2 separate regions of the Arachis hypogaea genome follow, and region 2 is linked to region 1. Evidence: chromatin contacts called from public Hi-C data. All regions are on one chromosome and are shown on one strand. Each heading gives the region's core, a stretch centred on a gene start, on an enhancer-like site or on the middle of the called end of the contact. The rest is flanking DNA. Distances are from core to core; before and after follow the strand shown. Region 1 holds the start of LOC112758069 (gibberellin-regulated protein 1). Region 2 has its middle 9.0 kb from the start of LOC112758521.

Region 1 (6,452 bases), core at 1,836-4,335:
AATCATTCTCTTTCTCATTAATGTGAAATATATACTCTAATTGAGAAACGCAATATAATCCTCGTGCATTTTCGATAAATTAACAAAAGAGTAATCATTATTAGAACTAATTCATCATCTTAATTATCCTTTTCAATATTTAAATGAATAAAATTTTAAATATATGTTATCTTTTCCTTTATCATGACTAACACCATCAGATTTAAAAATAAAAAATAATTACATGACATGCATATATATGGTAATCTAGTTCACTCTTCTAATTTGTTTATTTGAGTTTTTTTTTTTTTTTTTTTTTTTTGTGACTAGCCAAATAATGAGTTTAATTTTGATTCATTATAAGTATAAATAGTTTTACATAATTTTTTTGGTTTTTTATTTGTTTGAGAAGTCAAGAATTAATTCGTTACAAATTTAAAAATAATAGATTGTTATATGTACAAACTGAAATTCAAAATTTCAACACTTATTTAAACAAATTAATGAATATATTAAATATCTTTTAATGATGTGTTAAATGTCTATATAAGTTATAAAACTCTTTTATGAGATATAATTCTCTCAACAAGAAATAATTAATCTATCTAATAATATACCAAACATTCCACTAACTAAAGAAGAGTTTGTTACTCTAACATGCATTGACACTTGCTTGTTGAGTTAGCACAAAAACCCTAAAGCTATATTTGGAATTTTTTAAGAGGATAAACCATAAACTTTTGGTTAAAAATAAATGAACAATTTTATATACCCAAACAGGGATATTTAATTTGTTTATTCTTCATAATTATAAAACTGCTAGCCATAAAAGATGTATAGCAAATAATTTGTGATGAATATTGCGAGGTGCATATAGGACTGGAAGTGAGTCGAGTTGAGTCGAATTGGACCAAGTTCAAGTTTGACTCACTAAAATTAAGCTTGGCTCACGGCTTGATTTATTAATAATCGAGTCTATTTCTTAAGTTCAAGCTCGACTCACCAAAAACTCACGAGTTAGTTCGAGTTCATGAACTGACTCAAATAATAAGAATATAATCTATAATTTTATATCAATAAATTATAACTTATATATTTTAAAAAGATCAATTTTATATATTATTTATCTATCAATAAATTATATATAAAAAATAAATATAAAATTTTAAACAATTAAGATCATTAATATATATATATATATATAATCGAGCCAGCTCATGAGCTAATGAACCGAGCTTATCTAAACTTAAGTTTGGCTCATTTAATTTATGAGCTCAATTTCAAGTTCAAGCTTAGCTCATCAATAACTCACGAATTTAGCTTATCAAACTATTAACGAGTCGAATTCAAATTGACTCATAAATTGACTTGACTCACTTCCAACTCTAGGTGTACATACGATAATTTCAATCCATTTCAATATTAGTTATTTTTAGAATAACAGTTAACAATGCTACATTATTGCACTATTATAGCTAATTCATACTTTTACCACTATCCGGTACTAATAACAAACACCACAATTAATATATAGTACAAAATTATGAGCTAGTTTGATATAAGATAGAAAACAAAGGCGGAACGTTTTTTGTATTATTAGTGATTAGCATATCACAGCTGGGGGGTGGTGGCAACTGCATACAGCTGTCAAAGGTAGGCTAATAATACTTGTTACATAGTTCATCCTATTATTCCACATCCTTATATTGCATCCAATTTCATATATCACCATCTCTCCAAAGCCAAACTTGGCGGCAAGCCACTTTGCTAACCTTACATTCATGCATTCACTCTCTTTAATTTCCCTCCTCATCAATAATGCAACTCAGATTCTCAAATCAAATAATACTCTAAATGTAACACTTCAGATATTGTCGTATTTGATTTGATTTCTATTTGGTTCCACATATGTATACATATATATAGTCAACTCGGTATTTAATAATTAAGTCATACTCTAACTTCATTATTATAAATGTACAAAAAAGAATATAAGGCTATAGTTATTTTTTCACCCTTAGACCTAATAATAATAATATGACCCTGTAATATAATGATATGGTAATAGTGTTATAGTGCAGTAGGTGGCGATGGCTTAGATAGACATGGGATATATAGAGCATAATAATGCATGATAATCTCTCTCATGACCCGCACCAGTAAAAGCCAAGATAATAGCTGCTCATATAACACGGTCAAATGTCATACACGTAAAGCAACCTCTTCAGTCTTTGATTGCCATAAATGTTTCTTTGTTTCACGCCCAACTCTGTGTTGTTTGAGTAATCAAATACTACTATTCTCGAAGTTATCCACAATTGACTCGTTATTTTCTACTGGATATATTAAGGAGGATTATTCTCCAACTGAAAAAGGGACTATAATTATCGTCTCACACCCCATAGTTAAATAAAAAGTCTCGCTAGAGAGATAATGGACTATTTGTACAATATGTACAATGGGTTATTGAGTTATAAAATGAACATTTTTTATACTATTTAGAATAATAACTAACTCTAATACTATGTCATGATACCACTTATCCCAAAAATTTCAACTGATAGAAAAATGTAACACTAATGATTATATCTCTAATACCCCCTAAACCTCTATTGTACATATTGTACAAATATTTCATTGGCTCCTCATACTTCCTCTTAAATAAAATATACAAAAAATGATTACTAGCATGTAAGCTTAATCACAAAATGCGTGATATTAATATTCAATCTATCCTATATATAATTGTTAAAAAATAATCAATTAATTATTGTTAAATAAAAGTGCTTTAATAAATAAATTAATTCTTAATTATAAAGTGAGTCATAATACAAACATATTATATAGAGCAAAATATATTAAAATTAAAATTTATTTTTTTAGTTTATTATTTATGTTTAAAAAAAATATTATTCTCCTATATTTTTTTAGATGAAAATTCAGATGCAGTCAATTTTACGTAAAGTTGATATCTGAAGCTGAGTTTCCACCACTTTTTTAACTTAATCATACGTGAGTTTGGGTTAGGCAAATAGAGATAAGACACGTGGGGTTGGGAAGGAGGCTTGTTTAAGAGATTAATAAAAAGAAAAAGGCTTGTCTATGTGCTTTGCTTATCTATGCGCATGAAAGGCACTTGGATCCTCCTTAGCCAACCAAGCAACCTCTGCCTCCAGATGCTTCTAATGCTCATCTGCTTTAAAAGTTTTCTTCGAATTATGTGAAATTATATTTGGTGGAGGGGTAACTAAGACACCAAACTTTGTATCAAAATTGAGGTCTCTATTTGCGCGTATATATCACATCACAAAAATTGATGTCCCCACTTGTTGTATGTTTACATCTACAAATACATATATTCCCATACAATAATTAATTAATTAATATATACTCATCATGATGCTAACAACTTCATAGCTAGAGCCCCTGCCTCATCAACTATAAATACCAACTCCGATCCTCTGCTTCTCATTCAACACATACATACTTCTTCAAATAAAAATGGCTCTCTCTAAGCTTCTACTTGCTTCCCTTCTTGCTTCTCTTCTCATCATTCAACTTGTTCATGCCGATCACCAGGTCTTAATTGCTTTCAACATTCATCATCCTCTATCTACTTCTTTAATTTATGGTTTAACTAATTCATGCACTTGTTTATTCTGAAACTGCAGGCATACCAACAAACGCAGGGTTCTCTTCAGCAGATAGGTATACAAACAAATTAAAACTAAACATATAATATTTTACACATAAATATATATATATATATGATGTAATTGATTTGGATTAATTACAGACTGTAGCGGAGCATGTGCTGCAAGGTGTCGGTTATCATCTCGTCCAAACCTCTGCCGCAGAGCCTGTGGAACTTGCTGCCAGCGTTGTAACTGCGTGCCGCCGGGCACCGCCGGCAACCAGGAAGTGTGTCCTTGCTATGCTAGCTTGACCACTCACGGTGGCAGGCGCAAGTGCCCTTAATTCCAACCAATTACTTAAAGGTAAAAACTCAGGTGCAGTTGACTTCACGTGAAGTTGATAGCTAAGAATCGTTAGATGAAAATTTAGTCCAATCAATCAAATTATCTAACGACTCTCAGTTATCAATTTCACATATTTCACGTAAAGTTGACTGTATCTAAGTTTTCACCTTACTTAAATCCATGCATGTGTATATTACTCCATCACCACGCTCTCAATAAACTTATGGAAGAATAATAATTATTTACTCGTTTTTTTTGTTCAATCCTTGTTGAATCAATAATCATTATTGTGCGAATTTGGTGGTTTCGTTTTCTTTTTATTTTGTTTATATATGTACCTTAATTTGCTGTACGGTTGTATCAATTATGTTATTAATAAAAGAGTTTACTATTTCATGTTTTATAATTATATTATCTTATAGACATTATTGATATATATCTACATTTACTTGATCTATTGTGTTTGATGGTTAACAATAATTATTAGAACTAAGTTTTAGTCTTAAAATATAAAATTGTAATTTTTTAATACTTTCAAAAAATAGTTGAAATAGATATATAGAACTAAAATTTTTAAAATTAAAAACTATAATTTTAATAATATTTTAAAAAAAAATTATTTAATTATTTAATTTTTATATTTATTTTAAATTAAATATAATATTAAAATATAATTCAGTCTAATATATTTTATTCTAAATATACTACAAAAATTTAATTTAATTTCAATTTCTTAATTTATATTTTTCAATACCAATTTCAATTTCTCTTTTAAATACCATCTTCAAATTTTTTGGTTTCCATACCATCTTCAAATTTAGAAGAGGCTTTATAGTTTATAGGTCAACAAACATATTAAAATCTCATTAATTTTAGAACATTAGTAAATTATGTTATACTATGAGAAAATCTCATTACTTAGTAATTTTTTCCCCTATGTTTCTAATGCAATAATTAAACTAATAAATAGAAAATAATATTTTTCCCCCTCTTATACTCGGATAATATAGGTAAGGTACTTGGCATAGGTGACAAAACAGATGTCTCTGTCAACACACGCCAACAAACCATATTTGTACTTCCTCTTTTGATTTGTATGCCGCTTTGGTTTTTATGCACATAACAATAACATGTTTAAAGTGGTCCACTTCCTATACCAAAAATAAAAATCCACTACTATAATATTCTTTTTAGTTTAAAATATAATTCACTTCTTTAACATTAAATATATAAAACAACAGTGATGTGTATTATAAGTTCGGCAAATACAAATATTTAAAGCATCTGTAAGATAAGAATTTCAATTTGAAATTAAAATTCAATTTAAATTTTTAACAAAGCAACAAATTAAACAAAATTAAATAAGTTCGATTCAATATGTTGTTAATCATATCATTTGAACTCCTATCATTATTCTTCTAGAAAAATTCAATATAAAGGTAACCTACATGAACAATTTCTTTAATTTGAACTGTCAAAACAAGACAAAGTTGGTATTATTTATTTATTTATTGAAACTCAAGTGTAGCGTTGGCGGAGAGATTGAGACCGAGAGATTTAGACAGAGAAATAAAGACTAAAATAAGTTTTAATATTGTATTTTGTGTAAAATATAAGACAGAGACTAATAGAAGTGAACACGGGTCGGATTGGTTCGGGTTTAGGGTGAAATTAGAACCAAAGCAATTGAATTATAATTGGTTCGGTTTGATTCGATTTATGTTTTTTGTGTATGTATTCGAACCAAACTAAACCGATTAAAAACGGATTAGTTCGGTTCAAATAATTAGGTATCCGATGAAATAGAAATTCATAAAAAAAAGTTAAAAAAACAAAATTGTTATTTTAAAAATTGTTAAGTACAATAAACATGTAAAATTAATAGAAATAATTCAAAGTTCAAACGTGTTAAACACCAAATATATTATCTAAACACATTAAATATATGAGAGTAGCTGCACTTAGAGAAGAAGTGCTTCCAACAACAGTATCACTTACAGGTAAGGTGAGGTTTGAGAAAACTCTGTTGGGATTTATTCCATGGAGTGAAAAAACCGATGCTAGTGTTAGGGTTAGTGGGTGAGAAACTCAAAATCATTAAAAGGCATATATATTTTTTAAATTATTATTTTTTTATTTAATTATTATATTGTCGGGTTTATGGGTTGGTTCGGGTTCTGCACTTCCAAAACCGTTACTCGAACCAATTACCAGAGAGAGGTATTGGTTTGGTTCAAGTCGGACTCGATTATCCGTTGGTTCTAAAACCAATTTAATTGGTTTGGTTCGGATTTAGACAGATAATCAGGTACCTGCTATCCGTGCTCATTTTTAGAGACTGAAATAAAAATAAAACTTTAATTTAATTTGTACAAAAATAAAATTAGAATTAATTATTTAAAATATAAATATTTTAAGTATAAAATGTTATTAAAATTTCAATTTTTATCCTTAAAAATTGTAATTTCTTGTATTTTTATTTTTTAAAAATAC
Region 2 (6,085 bases), core at 715-3,214, 34 kb after region 1:
TCTTGTTTTTTTTAGATTTCTCTCATTATTAATAATTCATGACCTTTTAGGCTGCGTTTGTTTCTAAGAATAGGACAGGACAAGCCACTAAAAATAGAACAGGACAAGACATTGATGGACAAAGACACAAAATTTTGCGTTCTTGTATTCTGTTTGGTGATAAACTAGAACAAATTATGAAAATTCAATTTATTCTCATTTTTTTCATTCAAAAAATTTGAGATGAAAAATATAACAATAAAAAATATAATTATAAAAAATTAACAAGAATAATAAAAAAATAAATAAAAAATAAGTTGTGTCCATTGTTAGTGTCTCCATGTCATTTCTGTCAGGATAGACACAGAATACACTAATTCAGTGTCTCTGGACACATTATCTCTGTTCATGTCTCCCCTGCCAAACATAATTTTGTGACTTAGTATCCCTATCTCTGTAAACAAACGCAGCCTTATTGATCTAGCATTATAACAGATTTTCACACTAAAGCCCAACCATTAAAATTTTAGAATTATCTACTTAAAAAATACTAACAGATTTTTTTTCTTCAAAACAAAGGTCCATATAATATACACATCATTTTGGTCAATTTATTTATTTTTTTTGTTCTGTTACTCATTAACAATAAGGCCTATCACTTTAATTAACAACTTTTATCTAACTCTCTACATATTATGTGTTTATTGGTCAGTCAAAATTTAACCACTCTTAATCATTATATAATATTGGCCACCAAAAACCTCCTATTAAAGATACTTGTGATTGCATCGGTAAATTGTAGGGGGTTGCAATTAGTAATATTCATGAGAATATATATTAGATATTTGAATAATATATCAGCGGTCTTCAATTCCTAGAGAATTTTATTATCATTAGTGAAGGAAGCTTTGGGATAATCATTATTGATTCCAAAAGCATGATGATAGTGTCTTATGCTTGTTTCCTTTAAACTAAACAACTTTAAGATATTTATATGAAGTCATTTCTTGAGCTGAAAACACATGTAATTTAAATAAACTGAGTTTCTCAATGATTAAAGAGAACACCCTGCTGATGAATCCCTTCAATTTTACATGCATTTGTCCTTTTTCATAAACAAAGTAAACTACAAAATTAACTGCGTATATAATGATTCATAAACCAAAGTTGATGATTATAAATTATTATAATTTTTCTTTTCTTATTACTCGCAGTTTTTTAATTTGTGATCTTATTAGTTTGATCTCTCAAACTAGAAAAGAATTTTGTTGGAAGACCATTCTCTTTATATAGGCTCTCATTTCGGCCGAACTAAATTGAATTGATAAATTTTTTATCGATTATGCTATGTGTACATTAAAATTAGCTACCAATATAAAATATATATATTAGAATATAAATATACATTAAAAATAAATTAAATTACACATAAATTTATATATAAATATATTGATAGTTAATTTTAGTATATAAATAACATTTTTAATTTTCTAATAATATAATTGGATATAAGATTTTAGTTGATCACCTCATAAATGAACATTTTTAATTACGAAAGAGAAGTATTACAAATTTTATTATATCTTTTAAGAATATAATTTTTAATGTGATTCTAAATTTTAAATATTCTACTCATCAGTAATATCATATATTTATTGAATAAATCAATGATGAGGACTTCTTTATTTAAAAGAATTTGCTTTTGACTAATAAATTATTGTATATACTAAAATTGCACAAGGCGGATTTTCAACCACCAACTTTGTTAATTTTTTTTTTTGTTTACCTAAACGATATCCCTTAACCCGACAGGTTAAAGACTAATCCATCGCGGATCTGAACAACCACCAACTTTGTTAATAAACAAACTACTTAATCCACCTAGCTTGGTTGCCATTTTCTAATTGTTATCTGTATTTTTTGGGAGGGTCATAAAATGGTAATTGGGCTTGAATTTTGGGATGTATATTCTGGGCCGTCTCTTCATACATTCAGTTCTCTTTTTTCAATATTCGTATTAGTATTGGGCCATATATGGAATATATAGACCCACTTCTTCCGCCATTCCAATATTCCATTTTCTTTGATCCATGAAATTTATTTCATTCCAATATTCCAACCTTTCATTTTTATTGCCAATGAGTTATAGTTCAAATGGCATAGTCTCTTCATACTCAATTAAAAGATTGCGGGTTCGAGTCTCTTATCTTTGGTAAAAAAAAAAAAAAAAACCTTCCATTTTTATTTCAATATTTCCCATCTATTAGATTTAAATTAGTGTTTCAAATAGATATTAAATTGAAATATACAAATAACATGCATAAAAACAAGGCACATTTTATAAGCATATAATATATATATATATATAGGGGTGATTATCTTTAAATTCTTAGGTATAAATGTAGCCTTTTCAAAGCATTATTTGACCAGACTACTACAAAATTATGAGACCAAATTGTTCATACAACGTTAACAGAAGAACTAGCAGCCCAACTAACCTAAATTAGCAATTACTTATATATAAGCATCTAAGCTAATTACATAACATAGTGGCATAGTGCGATGTTAGATTCGGTGGCAAGTTGGAATTTCCTAAATTCCAAAGGCAAAGGGACAGTAAGAAAAGCAATGAATATGACCATGTATGTGCTAAGTGCTAACGCACATAATCATCATCATATTCATATATACATGTGTTCTCCAATAATAATAATAATAATGCAATGCTAAGCTTCTTCATCGTGTCCCCTTTCTTCGAAAAGTGTTCGTTGTTTGGTCAATGACAATCCAAACAAAATACCTATCACTCTATCAGGCTATCCTACAGCCTAACGTGTTTTTTCCCCCCTTCCAATTATTGCAGAAAATTCTCCTTACTTTGACCACCATATATGATTATGTCTCTAACTCTCTAAAACATGTTTACCTAGCTATAAACTAAATTAACATAGTATATGTAGAACAAACAGAAGAAGAGGAAGAATTTGATTTGAACAATAATGAGAACGAATCTAACTAAGTTTATTTATCGGGTAGAAATGTTATAGATGAAACAAATAAAGAGAAGAGTTTTGCTAATACGATGTTTTAAAAATTGAGATACTCCCAATAAGACGCGTAAAAGGTCTTTTTGTAATGTGTCGCATTATTATTAGATGTATAATGAACCGATTATTTTTGAATTTCTTAACAAATTAGAATAAAACCGATTTTTAATAACAATAAACTCAATTGTTATCAGATTTGGTCGAACCGACTAATTTACATAACCTATTGGATCATAGATTTTTTTTTGTTTTTTTTTAAATAAAAATCAGAGATATATTTGTCTTTTTATAAAAAATTTAAACATGATTCAGTTTAAATTGTGTAAATCGATCTAATCAAATCGGGTCTAATAATTATAATGCGAATAATTAGGTTTATTATTGTTGCTATAATAAATAAATTTTATTCTGGTTTATTAAAAAATAAAATTATTAACCGATTTAATAAAAATGTCCAATAATATCATAACATACGTAAACCTTTAAAAAAAAGATATTTTTTGTGTCTTTATCGAAGTGGTCTTCTTTAAAAATACCTTTTAAGATAAATTATGTTAATTATTAGAATATATTTTTTCTTAAAACTTGAAGGTTTTTTATGTGTCTGAGGGAAATTGTTAAACGCATTATAAATAGTTGATTAGATGATATATATATGTGTTCAAATTAAATGTGTCCTTAAAATTTTATGCTGATATAATATAACTTTGCATTTCATATTTTATCTATTATCTATTTCTACTACTAATATATTTATTTACCTTATTTATTTTATGCTATGACTGTTATTAATTGGGTTAATTAAGCTATTATATATGCACAATGCTACTAATAATGTTCTCATGTCTTGCAAAAAAATTACCCCTTACATTGTTTATAGAAATTATGGAAAAAAATTCCCGGGCATGGTTGCGTCATAGTGTGATGGAAGGATGAGGGTCAATGTTAGGTGCATGTACACCTACTTTTTTAATTTATGGATATTGTCTACGTCACATGAATAGTCAACTCCTTCAAACTCGAATAATTTACTTTGTAATTTAGTAGTTAATCTTTTACATCTTTTAAATAATTTATTTTGCATGGCCGAGCAACAACCAAAATGCATCTCTAGTTAACCAAAATATTTAGTAATAAAAAAATTAATAAAAAATTAATAGAATTTATTTTATCATTATTAATAAATATTAAATAAAATAAATTCTATTAATTTTTTATCTTCTTAATATTATTGTCTAATTAATTAGTTTTTATAATCGACTACAACATAGCAATTAATAACATATTAACTTAAAACATCAAAATGTATTTATTATTATCTTATTTATTGTACATTTTAATATCGGTCATACTACACATCCGTGTAATTTTCCATCCAAATTTATCCAAGCTGATCCAACACAAAAAAAAACTCAATTCCATTATATGAGTGTGTATTCACGCGCCCAAACCCCAAAACATTTAACATTCATTTGCGCCTTTATTATGAAACAACGTTTCTTTTTCAACCTCAAAACCGCCACTGGAGAAGTTCAAACCTCTCTCAAAATCTCTCAAACCTCCATTATGTTCTCTGCGGAAATTGCTCCTACTCCAGAATCGCATCAAGCTTTCGAAAGGAAGAAGAAAAAACAAACAAAAATAAGAACAGAGACTCCGCAAGGTATGAGAAAAAATGTCGTTATTATGTTCATTTAATTTCTCTCAAAACTCGCGTTTCTCCTATTTCGATTTAAGGTTTAGTGGATTGAGTTGCTTCGTTTAGTAGACCGGCTTATTCTAAATCTATTTTTATTGCGTAACTAGGGCATACGAATAGAAAATGTGTTGTTATTTTCTTCCTGTGATATATTGATCAGTTCATTGATCTTGGTCATTTTGATTCACTTGATTGTTAGTGTGTTCAGTTGAGTCTTTGTGCATGCAGAAATATTTTTCTTGATGATTAAATGTTTATCACGTTTTATTCAGCACATGAATATTGTTCGGTTTAGTAGAGTTGCTCATTTTGATTCACTTGATTGTTAGTGTGTTCAGTTGAGTTTTTGTGCATGCAGAAATATTTTTCTTGATGATTGAATGTTTGTCACGTTTTATTCAGCACACGAATGTTGTTCGATTCAATGGAGTTGCTCATTTTGATTCACTTGATTGTTAGTGTGTTCAGTTGAGTTCTTGTGCTTGCAGAAACATTTTTCTTGATGAATGAATGTTTATCACATTTTATTCAGCACATGAATGTTGTTCGATTCAATGGAGTTGCTCATTTTAATTCACTTGATTAAAATGTGCATGTTTGTGCTTGTCAGTGTATTGAGTGAATTATTGACCAAATTGTTTTGTCCTTTAAGCAAAAATGAAGAAGACAACAGTGACAAAAAAGGGGAAGTCGCGCTATAACATAAGCATATATACAAAATGAGAGACCAAGTGATTCGGGCATTTGAAGCAATAAGACTCCCGAATCCATTTGCTACCCTCTCCAGCCCTTATTGTAAATTCACACCTGGGAATTTAGATAGTAAATAGAATATATTTTGTTTGACTGGTTGTAATTAACAGTACTATTTTTGTTTAACTTGTTTAAAAAAAATAAATACTGCTTCTTTAAATATATATATATATGAATATTAATGTAAATGTTATTGAAAATCTAATGTTAATGTATATATCTGATTTAAGATGGAACTGTCTGAGATGTTAATGTATATATCTGTTGGAACTGTCTGACTGCTGTTTTATTCCAGGTTCACAGTGAATGGAAATTAGGGTATTTATCAAACATTAATAGCCCTAAAAATCCAAATAAACTGAAATTAATACACTGGATGGACAAAAAAAAAGTGCATATATCACTGTTAAAAAAATATTTCTATCAGTATTCAGTTTTAAAACAACTTTCTGCATAATGAATCGAACACGTTATTAAGGTGAATCAACTGTATAGTACTAAATGAATGGAACATTATACATTATATAAAATCAAATTCAAAACAGTTTTCTGCATAATGAACCAAACACGTTATTAAGGTGAATCAACTGTATAGTACTAAATGAAC

Evidence for each region. Hi-C and Micro-C count contacts between places; a contact is called where the count stands out from the background.
Region 2: a contact with region 1 is called in a Hi-C map of leaf, with 3 times the contacts expected there. The contact joins the enhancer-like site here to the promoter of LOC112758069 in region 1. A contact is called at or near these places in 2 of 8 Hi-C or Micro-C datasets (both in leaf).

Annotation. Positions count from the first base shown.
Region 1 is chr16:540,049-546,500 of arahy.Tifrunner.gnm2.J5K5, forward strand. LOC112758069 (gibberellin-regulated protein 1) reads left to right here and starts at 3,086. Exons shown (of 3, transcript XM_025806644.2): 1 at 3,086-3,558; 2 at 3,651-3,687; 3 at 3,776-4,365. The coding sequence starts at 3,481. The coding sequence ends at 3,957.
Region 2 is chr16:574,912-580,996 of arahy.Tifrunner.gnm2.J5K5, forward strand. No RefSeq gene overlaps it. Among protein-coding and RNA genes, the nearest start is that of LOC112758521, 9.0 kb to the right of the region's middle. Within about 2 kb of position 1,965, at least 2 of the 3 cell types and tissues checked have open chromatin away from gene starts, as enhancers often do.